2 separate regions of the Zea mays genome follow, and region 1 is linked to region 2. The links are chromatin contacts, called in public Hi-C maps. All regions are on one chromosome and are shown on one strand. Each heading gives the region's core, a stretch centred on a gene start, on an enhancer-like site or on the middle of the called end of the contact. The rest is flanking DNA. Distances are from core to core; before and after follow the strand shown.

The links. Hi-C and Micro-C count contacts between places; a contact is called where the count stands out from the background.
Region 1: a Hi-C map of tassel shows a contact between it and region 2, with 5 times the contacts expected there. The contact joins the enhancer-like site here to the promoter of LOC100216854 in region 2. A contact is called at or near these places in 2 of 25 Hi-C or Micro-C datasets (ear and tassel).

The regions. Positions count from the first base shown.
Region 1 is chr4:228,307,779-228,314,526 of Zm-B73-REFERENCE-NAM-5.0, forward strand. LOC103654691 (peroxisomal fatty acid beta-oxidation multifunctional protein) reads right to left here. Exons shown (of 18, transcript XM_020552871.2): 10 at 6,647-6,748; 11 at 6,396-6,517; 12 at 6,078-6,241; 13 at 5,625-5,879; 14 at 4,653-4,774; 15 at 4,376-4,497; 16 at 4,116-4,264; 17 at 3,282-3,420; 18 at 2,701-3,054. The coding sequence ends at 3,007. Among protein-coding and RNA genes, the nearest start is that of LOC103654691, 15 kb to the right of the region's middle. Within about 2 kb of position 3,008, at least 15 of the 20 cell types and tissues checked have an H3K27ac peak or open chromatin away from gene starts, as enhancers often do. A contact at or near this core is called in ear and tassel, where this site is marked.
Region 2 is chr4:228,168,248-228,175,049 of Zm-B73-REFERENCE-NAM-5.0, forward strand. LOC100216854 reads right to left here and starts at 3,867. Exons shown (of 6, transcript NM_001143246.1): 1 at 3,378-3,867; 2 at 3,003-3,274; 3 at 2,847-2,921; 4 at 2,517-2,768; 5 at 2,112-2,432; 6 at 1,294-2,026. The coding sequence starts at 3,489. The coding sequence ends at 1,607.

The sequences.
Region 1 (6,748 bases), core at 1,758-4,257, 140 kb after region 2:
TGCAATTTGAATCACTCAATTTGGATTTCATATGCAAAAGATATGAAATAAGCAAGTTTTGAAGTTTAAAATACAAAATTAGGCCTAAATCTGTGATTAAACAAAAGTCTAGGGTTCAATCTGCAAGATTACAGGGGCCTGCGCGTGAAAACTAGGGACGGTGGGTTGATTTCAAACAAACCGGGGGTCTCTTTAACAATTTTACCACGCGAAGGGGTATCGGGCTCTCTCGGCCATCGGATCTCAGATCAACGACCAAGAATAGATCCGAGCGCGAGTGCGCGGGCGCGCGACGAGCGCTGACAGGTGGGCTCGGGGCGTCAGCGGCCTAAGGTAGGACTAACAGACCGGGCCCAGCGATAGGGGCGTGGGTGAGGGGGAGATCTGAGCGGCCATATCTACATCAGGCGACTGAGATTAGATCGGTTCTATTTAAACCTAGCCTGCCTGATCTCGGATGGACATCCGGGATCCAACGGCCAGCGCGGTCAGGGCGGCCGGTCTTAAGTGCGGCGGCACCGCTCGTCTCTGCGGCGAGGTCTTGCCAGAGGCGAGGGCACGGCCACAGCAAAGCTCTAGGGGATTGGGGAAAGACTCGAGCGCACTCAGGGTGACACGGCGGACTCAACTGTGGGCACAACGCCGGCGCGGGGGCACCAGAGGGTACAGAACGCGCCGGAGTAGCGAAACGGCGGCGCGCAGTTGCTCCGATGAGCAATCGCGCGAAGACCAAGGCAACAAACGGAGAAATAGGGGCACGGGGAGGTTGCTCACCTCAAGAGGAAACTCTGGAGCACCGGGGCAATGGCGGGGACGCAAGGACGCCTCAGGTTGACGGCGGCGGGCTTTGGCTACATGGGGAGAACGCCAGTAATCGTGGACCGGGTGAATTAGAGAGGCTGGGGGCAAACCGGGAGGTGTCCCGCGTTGCTAGCGAAGGGGCGGAGCTCACCGAGGCAACGGACGCGGCTGACGCTCGACGACGGCCACGGAACGGCGACGAACCTTCGGTGGAGTTCCACGGGCGCGGGCGCAGAGCGAGAGAGAGAGAGCGAGGGAGTTTAGCTGAGGGCACAACTGGGCGAGGGGAGTGAGTGCGTGGGCGTGGGCTGCAGAAAAGGGCTCGGGCGCGGGGGTCGTGGCCGAAAAAACGTGCGGTCGTGGGCGCGTCCACGACGGAGAGCGTGGGCGGAAGGTTAAGGAGGGGAGTGGCTAACAGGCGGGGTCCGCGGACCAGCGAGGGTGAGCGGCAAACGTGTGCCGTTAGCGCTGACAGGAAGGTCCCACCGAGCAGCGAGTGAGAGCGGCCACGAGTGCGGACGGGTCAGCGCCGACAGGTCGGGTCCACTGGGCAGCGGGAGGGGGGAGAGGGAGAGAGAGCGCGTGCGCGGACGCAGGCGGTCGCTGGCAGATGGGGTCCACCTGTCAGATGACGCGGGCGCGCGCGCCGCCTGACTGGGCCGAGTTGGGCTGGCTTGGGCTGAATTGAGTTTTTCTTTTTCCCTTGATTTTCGAAATGCTTTTTTTATTTTCTCTACGGTTTTCAATTCAAATTCAAACCAAGTTTCAAATTCAAACATGTGCATCAATTCAAAGAATATTTTAGGCTCAGCATGATGCAACAAATTATGACCCACATAAGTTTTGACAAAATAAATAATAAATCCCTCACTTAATTAACCTAATCCTACTCAAAAGGAAGAGAGAGAGACTAGAGAGAGAAAGGGTAAAACCTGAATTTGGTAGGCATTTAGAGAAAAAATTTATACCCCAAATTAAGGGTGTTACAGTTTAGCTTTACCTCCTGTGCCTAACCCTTCACAACAGCACGAGAAAATTTTGCGGCGTCGAGAGCTCTCTACACAGAAAGGAGTGATTCCACAAGTGTTGATCAAGTGGACCTCATAACTGGAAAAACTAGCAACCTAAGAAGATGAGGCAATCACCGTCGCGCGATTTCCACGGATAGCGGCTTGGGGACAAGCCATCTCTCAAAAGGGGAAGAATGTCAAGGATTCGAAAGAGTCAGAGGAAGAAGGCAAGCCTAGTCGTAGTGTGAAGTCCAATCCAAGAGTAGTGGGCCGTAATGGACCCACTAGGTGGCTACAACTTTGTTTTTGTTTTATTCTCGTGAACCTTGGAAGAGGGGTTAAGGAGGTGGAGTGGACCCCGTAAGGGCTTGTTCGGTTAGCTCTCAATCCATGTGGATTGAGTGAGATTGAGTGGGTTTAAATCCCAAGCAAGTCAAAGTTTTTCTAAATTTTTTCCAATCCATGTATAATGGGAATAACCGAACAAGACCTAAGGGTGTGTGGAGAACAGATGGTCGGCTGCGCTCAGATTTCTGGCGGTGACGCTGTGTAAGGTTCTAGATATTAGTTGTAATCCAGTGGTCCGTAAGAAGAGACGTATGCCGGGAGCGGCGTACAGCCCCACCTAGATCAGTGTTCTTACAGACCGTCATCCCCGCTGCAGAATGGAGGAATGAGGGGAGGCCTTGACATCGTCGTGGGCCATGGCCTCACCGTACTTCTCCCATAACCCAGCGAAGATTGCATTGGAGTCCTCCGGGAGCACGATGGGACATGGTGATGAGCGGCACGCCGTGTGCGCGTCATTGTCCCCGCCGCCATGGCCCGGCCGTCCTGACTCCTTGTTCGCTGGATCACGACGCGCGGCCGTCTTGGTTGGCGCAAGCGATTAACTCGAGAAGACGACGCACTGATTGCGGCATATATTTCCATTCTTTATTACGTACGTATTGAACATTGCACACATGACAGCGACATACAGAGTGATCAGGTGCAATTAATCCATGCCACTCTGTCCCCAGAAACTCTGCCAGTTACAGTCAAAGGCACCAAAACTGTTACAATCCCTTTATTTTTCATCATTTCTTCTGTGCCTCATGTTTGTGTTCACGGAGGTGTTTTGATCAGCGAAGCAGCCGTCAATGGCTCATCCCGCAAGTATTCTGCATTATTCTGCTCAATGCTGGACAGCACCTCACATGCGTGACCTCGCCGAACCTTGCTGCGAAGCTCCTGGTGCGCTCTGCGGAGAATATAAAAACGGTTAGCATGACGAACAGCCTGCTCCATGATTTGACATATAGCGTCACACTGTTTTCTGCAGCAACAGCAGTAGTCTAGACGAATCGGTAATTGTATTATGATAGATGATTAGCACAAGACCAAAGGTAAATTCGCATCTATATCAGAATGGAATATCTATGTGCATCACCCAACTCATGAGGATGCTGAGTGACAATGAGAGCTTACCAATGGTACACCACTCTTAGCTCGCTGTTCCAAATATGATGATGGTTTGAAGAAGGGGCCATAAATTTCAGCCCACTTGCTTAGCTTAGAATGTATGTAAGGTGCTCCAACAGTGTCAGCCCAGAAGACAAGACCACCCCTGCATTTTTTTTGTAAGTTCAAATAAATACTCAGAATAGGCACCACACCTCCTTAAATCCATAAACAATACAACATAGAAATACACAAATGGTAAATGGGAGGACAATGATCATTGCATTAGAAGAGGTTTAGCTTGTATTGACACTAAGGGCTGCCAATACTTGCACGACGTAAAGATAGAATTCAGTTCAATATTAAGTAGAACTCTCTGCAGAACTACATACAAGTCAAGCATACAGTAGTCTTGGACATTTCAAACAATGAGGAACCAGATCGATAATTAGACAACTATACACATGTTAGATACTATATGCAACACAATCATAGGATGAGAGGTTAGCCTGTATAATTATTAGAGTAGGTACATTTGTTGTATGAGTACATTAGCAAGGTGCTAAATTTGAAGACATGCCATTTAAATTTATTTCCATAAATTGCAAATCACACCCATTGCGTTTTGTCTATATGATCTATTAAGTGTTCTTCCAGGAGTATCATCACAACCTGTGGTTTTAGTGAGATTTGGGATTCATGGATTAAAATTGTAAATTCATTCAGCAAACTTGTGCAAAAATGAACGTGCCAGGGATGGAAAACTGCGAGTTAAGTGGAAGAAAGTAAAAAAAAAATCATTTTGTACAGAAGTAACTACATAAGCATTTAAATACAGTTAAAACTTCAAGTAATTCTTACCTGTATTTAGGAAAGCCCATTCCAAGAACAGAAGCAATATCAAGATCAGAAGCTCGAATTACAACATTTTCATCCATAACCCTGCATGCCTCATTCACAACTGGGAAGAAAATCATCTCCAAAATATCTTGATCCGTTAAAGTAACAGGCTGCAAGAAATATAATTTGGTCGAATAAGGATCTTACTCAACAGGAATAGAATAAAAATTCTAATAAAAATGCACAGGCCATGTATCAAGACAGGCGTGAGAAAACAGTACCTTTCCACCAGGCATTGTGTTTGCGTGCTTTCGGTACTCCTCGATAACATGCTTAACACTAGGATCTGGCTTTGGCTTCCCACCCTTCTCATAAATGTAGTAACCTTTGCCGTTCACCTTTCCTGAAAAACAGTAATTTGGAAATTTCACTTCTCGAGAAATATATAAAATGTGCATTCATCTATTAACTGGTTTGTGCCATTATATAAGAGGATCAAATTAGCCATCATATAAGAGAAGATCAAATTATGAAACAAGCAAATGTTAAGAAGTTTACCTTGTCGTCCATCCTTTACCATCAAATCCACAAGGTCAGAGTCCAAATTTCTTTCTCCAAAGGCATCAGCGTAGATATCCTTTACTGCCAAGGCAACTCCATACCCAGCCACATCTTGGAGTCTACAGGGAAGCAAGGAAAAAATGCCAAATTTAAGAACTCACAAGAATCATGGAAGTAAAATTTAGAACAGTCAATCAACAATAGCCATTTAAGAATCAACGGTGCCTCAGGTCTGCATTGCTCATTTTAACGAGTTAGCTAAGGCACAACACAGCAAACTAAAGATGTCGCATTATTCTTTGTCCAGCGAAAGGGCCTCTAGCCTAGCGGTTAAGGACTTCCGAGTAGCACCTCCAAATCCTGGGTTCCATTCCTATCGGGAGCGAATTTTCAGACTTGGTTAAAAAAATCCCCTCGCTGTGCCCCATCCACTCTTAGGTTGCGATGTCCTGTGCGCCACCCTCCGGTTGGGCCGTTGCAGAGTGGACAGTTGACGCCGGCCCGTTAGTGATGGGGGGCCAGGGTTCGGGGATTTTCTCGGCCGGGCCATTGTTTCGGTCTCTTCTTATATGGAATACCGGGAGGGCGGTCTTTCCCTCCCCGGCCGAGTTTTTTATTCTTTGTCCAGGTAAATGCTTGATTCCCATCTGCAAAAGGAAGATAATTTGGACCGATAATCTAGTACTGAATACATTCACAATGGTTCAAGTCCAAGAATAGCACTATCTAAAATGGTTCAGAAGCCTGCCCAAGTGTTGGCAGAATGCCAGTTTATTTTCTAACATTGTGCATGTACATTGCCATTAGTAAAAAATGTGGTACGACTTCATAAGGATAGTTTCATTAACCTTTGTATGAATTGCACTTCCTCCGTAATTTTGTACAATTTAATTCCTTTTCAAGATGAACAATTATAATGGTCATTTAATACTACAAACAAATGTTAGGAAACAGAGCCAAATCACTTACTGAAAAGGTCCCATTGGCATGCCAAAGGTGCTTATTACTCGATCAATTCTGAAAACATCAATACCAAGACTAACTAGAAGATGAGAACCCTGTGTGTAAGGAAAAAATGTAAGGTTGACTGCAAATCCTGTGCAGTTGCCGACCACAATAGGGACTTTCTTTATTATCTTCCCAATGGTGATGAGATCAAGGATAGCTTGTGGTGATGTCTTCTCCGTCCGAACAATTTCAAGCAAGGGCATAATATGAGCAGGGCTGAAAATAACACAATATAATAGCATTAGCAACCTGTGGATGTCAGAAATCCGTAGTTCAACTGGAAAAATGCAGTAAATGGTTTTTTATTTTAACAAATGTGTTAATCCATAAGCATACTCTACTCCAGATGTTTTTAGCTTTTGCACCGCTAGTATTCAAGATATTTCACAAATCCAGTAATCAGAATTCACAAACCTGAAAAAGTGAGCCCCTATAATTCTATCTTGAGAATTTGTCTTCTTGCCAACAACATTCAAATCAATGGTGGATGTGTTTGTTGCAAGTATGCAATGTTTTGGACAGATTTTCTCAATGTCAGCAAATATTGATTGCTTCAAAGGAATCTTCTCGATAACAGCCTACAAGAGAGGAATGAGTCACAACAACCTAGCAACCAAATATTCTATGAGCATGTACACATGAATTATGTAACTTAATAGAGTTCTCATGAGATTCATGAACACAAAATGTAGTTCAATCACAACAGATTTAAAAAAACATATGAACACTAACCTCAATAACCATATCAACATCCTTGAAATCTGAATAATCCAAAGCACCCTTGAGAAGGGCCATGGCCTTGTGCATCCTATCCTTTGTTAGTGAACCTCTTTTGACCAGGCCCTCAAGATTACCTTTACAAAGATAGTTAGATTTACTAGTAAGGTAACTTATAAATTTAACTTTAAAGACAATTCTAAAGCTCAAGCACATGGAGAAGAACATTTTCTCAAGAAATGCAGCAGCTGTATAAAGAGATTGACCTGCTATTGTTTTCTCTCCCCTTTGCAGAAACTGAGGGTTTACTTCCTTGAGCACAACAGAAATGTTGCTAACAAGAAGTGATGTGGCAATTCCAGATCCCA
Region 2 (6,802 bases), core at 2,617-5,116:
GAGTGGCAATGGATGAAGAATGCGAGTGCGGTGGCTCGAATCTTCCGCTTTCCCCCCGCCTGATGCTGCGCCCTTCACGAGTTTTGGAGCTGGGTTGATCGCCCGTGGAGATAGGGGTGCCATACTTATACCCCAACGCCTATCCTAACAACTTGCCATGGATCCCAACGGCCCCAAGCTCGCATGACCTCAGTTCACGCGTTTTCAGTTCAGGGTCGGTTGCGCGCCAAGATGAGGAACATGGAAGAGAGGGGGAGGTCCACACGTCAGTGTGCATTTGGTTGGGCGTGGAGTACACACGCGTGGTGAGGTGACGCGGATGCATAGATCCCACTTGTCGGCGCGAGATGGAGGCACACCGTGTGGGGTCGCTGGTTCCCCGGGCCCACCCGTCGGCACGTGGATGCCCCAGCTAGGTCGACTGGGAGTCTAGCTGAGCCGATGTGAGGTGGTTTGGGCCCAAATTAGAGTTCCCTTTCTCTTTTATTTTCTTTTTTCTATTTTATTTTCTGATTCAAATTTAAATTCCATTAAATATTGAGCTCAAATTCAAGTATTTTGTGATCCCAAATTCAAATCAAATGCAACAACAAGAAATATCAGCATGGTGCATGTTTTCTTAATTTTTTGATTATTAGTTGCTTTAAATCAAGTTCTCTATTTGTTGAGATGCTAAAGAAAATAAACAAAGTCACATAATCACTATGGCCCAAGGGTTATTTTATTGCTCAAGTATTTGGGTATTACAAAAATCTGAGTCCAGAAAAAATGATTAAGCTGTCTCTAGCAGGTTGTGTATACGGTTGTGTAAAATACTGTTTTATACTGTATACTATACCATTTATTTAAAATAGGAGATATTCATAGAGGTAGAACGCGTAAATTGGTGGAGACAACCTTAGCTAAGACAAATTAAAGAATACACATTGTATTTTTTTTTACTGCGAGTTTGGTACATATGCCCAGAGCTCATTGTCTCCTCTTCAGGAGAACCGCGCTCTTGAGACTTGAGAGCCATGTCGAAAATACGTACTAGTTGAGAAATTAAGCAGTAGCTACGCTCATTAGCAACCCTCGAATGTGTAGCGCGTGGATGAAATAATCCGGCCCTTTTCTTCCCCTCATCTAGAATCTTCTAGAACGTAGAGGCAAGGACAAGAAAGAAATGTAAGAGGAGAGAACATGGGTCACATAGGTCATTTCGCGTGAAAATTTCATTGCGGTTTTCAAAAGTGGCAAATCAGCTTTTATCTATAAACCAGTGAATTCTAAGTTTTATCTGGATGTCTCCTTCCATAAAATTCTCTTCGCCTCTCTTATTATAATACCGTGTCATGTCATCAAATATCGTGATGTATCATCTTGTTTAATAAAAATAAAATTATGATGAAACTCTCACTGGCAATGACGTTAATGGGTAAGTAGGTGCTGCGCCTGCGCCTCAGCTATGTACACGTAAGCAAGAATCGATCGGACCGGACCCGAGGAGCTGTCGTCTCCATTGTCGTCTCTTGTGCTGCTGAACGATCGACGATCCATGGTGTCGAATCGTAGATGACTGAGCTGCTGTTAGCACGTCGGCCGGTCAGTGGATGGTGGCGCACTATCAGTGGCGCGCGGAGGGGCTCCTCATGCCGCCGGAGGAGAGGCTGTCGACGTAGGAGAATTTCTTGGGGGCCATGCTGGGCGCCTTCTTGAGGAGCATGGCCTCCCCGTCCGCGTCCAGTGTGCCGTCCTCCCTGCGCTTCATCAGCTCGTCCTGGTCGAAGTGCCAGCCCATGAAGTCGAACAGCGTCATCGACGCCGGGGCCTCGTTCAGCTTCTCCAGCTCCTCCTTGGCGTCCAGCTTCCGCGCCGCGGGCAGCTCCGCCGACGTCGACTCCAGCGCTCGCCGCGCCGCCTCGCTCGCCGTCAGGTTCTGCGCCGCCGCGTCCGCGCTCAGCACGTCCTCGATGCGGGACATGACGCTGTACGCCAGGCTCTCGAGCACGCGCGAGTAGCTCTCCAGGAGGGCGTACCCGACGTCCTGCAGCAGGGAATGGCCATCATCATCCACATAGATAGCAGTACCGGAGTATCATTCACATGACATGCATCCACCACATACGTACCCTGTTGTACTGGATCTTGGAGATGTCGAGCTGGGACTGCGGCGTGCCGGGGAACTGGAGCTTGAGCAGGTGGAGGATGGTCTCGGCGCGCTCCTCGAACTGCTCGCGCTTCTCGAAGCTGACGATGGAGCTCCACGAGGACTTGGAGTCCTTGGTCTGCATCTTGCGCTTCCAGATCACGGTGGAGGCCTCGATGCGGTTCTTGAGGTCCAGCACCTTGTGCTCCGTCGAAAGGTCCATCCCGGCCAAGAACTCCAGCGGGTCGAACGTTTCCTCGGTGATGCTCCGGTAGATGGCGTCGCCCAGGCTCGTCTTCCCTTTCTGTTACATACGTTGGTTGGCGTGAGCTGGCGATCGATCCACTGAGATAATGTCAGGAGAAGAAAAAGAAATTTGTCTTTTTGCCTTTGGCAGCGACTCAATGTAGATCTCCGGGATCTCCATCTCCACGAGCACCTGCGCGTTAATGGCCATGGCCGCCTTGAGCACCTGGTTGACGCACTCCTTCTGGTACTGCAGCCACTTGCGGGTCACGTCCGACAGCCCCTCCGACGGCACCTTCACCGTCGGCATCCACCACTTGTCGTCGTCGCGCTTGTTGTCCCCACCCTTCTCGTACCAGAACTCGGTCTGGTCCACGAAGTTGTCCATGTAGCCCTGCCACCAACCGTATGTTCAACCATCGATCGGCACTATATATATTTTGCAGACAAAATAGACAGACCGAGCACGCACGATGAGCATGGCGTCGAGCTTTCGTAGCGCTGGGATGTTCATGGCGAGGTCGCGCCGCTGCGCCGTGGACATGATCTGGGAGTCAAAAAGGATGTGTCACACTCACAGCCATACTAACACATCACGCGAAACTGCCAAACACAACAATGTGATCACCTCCATCGTAGTTCCGTTCTCCGCGGTCTGGCGCGTGGGCACGAACTCGACGATGAGGTCGGTGACGGAGAGCAGCCATCCGACCTCCCTCTTCCAGCGCTCCTTGGTGTCGGGCGCCATGGGCTCCAGCTTGCGCTGCTCGCCGAAGACGGACGCCGCAAGGTTGGTGATGGCGTTGGACAGCGCGAGCGCGGACGGCACGCCCTTGCCGGTGCCGGACATGTCCTCGCCTAACAGGAGCTTGGAGAACTTCTCCTTCATCACGTCCAGCTCTGCAAGAAGCAGTGAGTGGACCGAGAGGATCGGATCACGATTCACGACGGACAAGAGGATGCATGAACCGATGAAGAAGAGCTGGTGGCGTGCGTGGTGTACCGGAGGGCGGCCCGTCGCGGCCCAGGCGCGACCGCGCCGCCCCGGCAGCCGCTGCCCGACCGTTGGGAAGGGGCGGGGTGCCGCCGGCTCCATTGGAAAGGGACTCGTGCATCTCGGCCGTGTGGCTGCCGCTCCTGAGGTGGCGTCCTCCCTGCTGCTGATGTTCCTGTTGTGCGATCCGGTCTTTTCAAGGCTGTGTCCGCGCCGGAGGAGGCGCACCATCACCCAGCCCACCGCCTCGAGCTTGGCGCGCGGCACCCGGCGGTCTTGCACCGCCGCGCCAACTCACGAGGCGCCACCCTGGCTCCCACCTGATGAAGGACGCGCGCGGACCAAGGCCAAGAACGCAAGAGCGGCACGACGGACCGGACGGCCGTCGACGACGCCCCCCGCGCTCTCCCGCTCGCTGCACCGCGCTCTGGACCGATTACCGATCGATCCCACGGCGGGCGGCAGCTCAGGCAAGGGAGCAGCGGTGGGCGGGACGGGCTGGAGAAGAGAGTATGTCGCGCACGACGGCCGAGAGGGGTTGAATTAGGCGAGGCGATGGAGGAGGCCGGGCCGCGGGAAAACTAAAAAAAGGGGAGGGCGGCGGCCCCGCCTAATTTAAGCGGGGGAGGAACGTGCGGCGCATGTTGGCCGGGCCGGAGAGGGAAATACTGCTCCTAGCAGAAGCAGCCTTTTCTCGTGCGCTCTTCTTCCCAGTGGTGCTAGCGGAGTGCCGGGCGGGTGGTGGGTAGCTCGGTGCGACCTGCGACGGTGCCTTTGTTGAGCAGAGGTGATGATGAGGGGAGAGAGACAGGGAATAACGCTACCGCTATAGATGTCCAATAAGCATGAGGCCCGCGAGTCCGGCACGAAGCCCGTTATTTGAGCCCGGTTCGAGCCCGGCACGGCCCGGTTCTATGCGGGCTCGGGCCGGCCCGGCACGAATAAGCGGGCCGTGCTCGGACAAGAAACTAGGCATGGTGGGCTAGCCCGGCACGGCCCGTTTACCTCTAAGCCTGTTAAGCCCGCTTTTTTACACTAAAACGTGCTTACCGGCCCGCATAGCCCGTTTTTCGGCCCGTTTTTTCGTGCTAAATGGGCCGGCCCGGCCCGTTTAGGCCCGCTGCGGGTCGAGCTCGGACAAGAAGTTGAGCCCGCGTGCCTAGACGGACCGGCCTGGTTTTCTAACCGTGCATGGCGGGCCGGGCCCAAAACGCGCCGGGCTTCATCAGGCCCGGGCCGGGCCGGGCGGCCCATTTGGACATTTCTAGCTACCGCGCACTCTGCAACCTGCCGTTAAATTTATTCGTATGTTATATATTTAGTCTTCTTTAAATAAATAATACTATGAACGTGCCCGTGCGATGCCACAGAACACAAATTGCGACCCTCCAATAGACTTAGGGCCCTGGCGAGGGACGGCGTGAGTACAATAGTGACGGCAAAATCTGTGATTGAACATCATCTATTGTTGTTAGTATAAATGTAAACTTAGTCTGTTTACCTATCGAAACAATGCTATGTCAGTCCATACCAAAACTCGCAGAAATCGCATGAAAGAATTTATACAGCACAAGTTTGCTAGATACCAAAATATATTTTCCTATGATTGATGAAAACTGGAGAACGTTGCCTAAAACCTACAATGTAGAACATTCAGAACCTCGAAGAGCAACCTAAGATTGTGATGAAGAGAAGGAAGCTTCAACTGTCAGGATGAGTTGGAAGAAGCGTGAGCTAGGAGTCCTTCACCGCCAGGCCATGGTCGCCGAGGCCGACGGCCCCCTCCACCGCCGATATGATCTTTGGCACCGAAATCCCGCCTGAGAGGATGAATTCTGTAACAAATCCCTCATTTACACCAAGAAACTCGTAGGCACAAGGAGAGGAAGCGGATGAACCACCATGTCGTGTAGAAGGTGATGGCGATCGGGAGCAGGATGACACTGCGATACAGCACACAGGCTCAGGATCAGAGATGACGTGCAAATGCGAACTACCGGTATTCATATGTACGAGAGATGCGCACCGTCCAGACATGAACTTCTTCCACGCCCAGCTCCGTATCACTCGCGAAAATGCCTGCGCCATCATCATGACGAAAACAATTAACCAGGTCTCAGCAAAATTGCTACGTTCAACGGAAGCGGATTATCTATCACCTCGATGCTGGTGGGATGGTGGTGGAGGTGGAGCACATGCGCGGTCGTTGGCGGCGACGGCCCAGCGATTACGGGGGTGGTCGGCTCCAGTCATCCTCATCACCGACGGCATCTGATAAACTCTCCCCTATAGAAACAGGACAAATTCAAGGACACCCCAAGAAATCAGCAACAATAACACATCGTGAGTAAATAAATCTTTGGAACCTCACCTAGAAATAGTTCTTGTAAGTCTCAGCATCATATGAAGTCTTCCACCAAGCCACAATAGGATAGACAGGTCCTATTTAAGTTCAATATAAGCAGCCCATGAATAATTAGCATATATATATTTGTATTTCCATAGGACAACAGCATTCACAAACGTATAAAGCATACCCTAGCATAGTACTTGCATCCTTGATCTCCAAGAGTGACCAGTCCCAGCTTCATTGTAGGATTGGTGTCCTTAAACCAGTCAATCGCTATGGATTTCACACTGGGACATACCTTTGGAACAAATGGAATAAGTTTTAGCCTGCTATTTCAAAAATCATCGTCACCATCGGGAAAACGCTACAATAGCGATCCTTTCTTCAATGAATTTGGTAGAACTTGGTATAGCAATCTGCAAGAGAATATCTCACAATAAATAGAAATGACGTTTAGAAAAGATATGTGGTAAATAATGGGAACTGATGTTTATATACCAATTACCAATTATAATATTCTAGCAACTGCTCCTTGCATACATGTAAAAAATGGCATTTGACAACAATAGAATTCTTTGTTCGAGTTAATATTATTCATAAACCAGGGGAGAACATTTAATATTTAGCTTTACACACTTGCACTGATGTCATAATTTCAGAAGCTCAGTCGTTTGAACAAGCTAGATAGTCAAAATTAGTCTATAGCGAATTTAATAGACTCCACACGCTTCTTCTTGTCCTGTACAGTCAAACCATATACCAAATCTCAAATCACACAATATAACTGAAAACCGAAGGACCGCCTTGGCATGTAGAACCCAATAGTTTCAGATCAATAAATAGATTTCAGGAGACTTACTTGTAGCGATAACGAATATTTAACGATCCTTCGGAACGGAGCACCAACAAATGCGTCGTCTGCGCCAGTCGTATCAAATTAGTGTACTTTGAAGAAGGGACAACTCCGTGGAATCCTGCAATCAAGTATAGTAAACTTGTGTAAGTCCCAACATCATATGAAGTCTTCCACCAAGCCACAATGGGACAGACAGGTCCTATTTATGTTCAATATTCTAAACTGAAG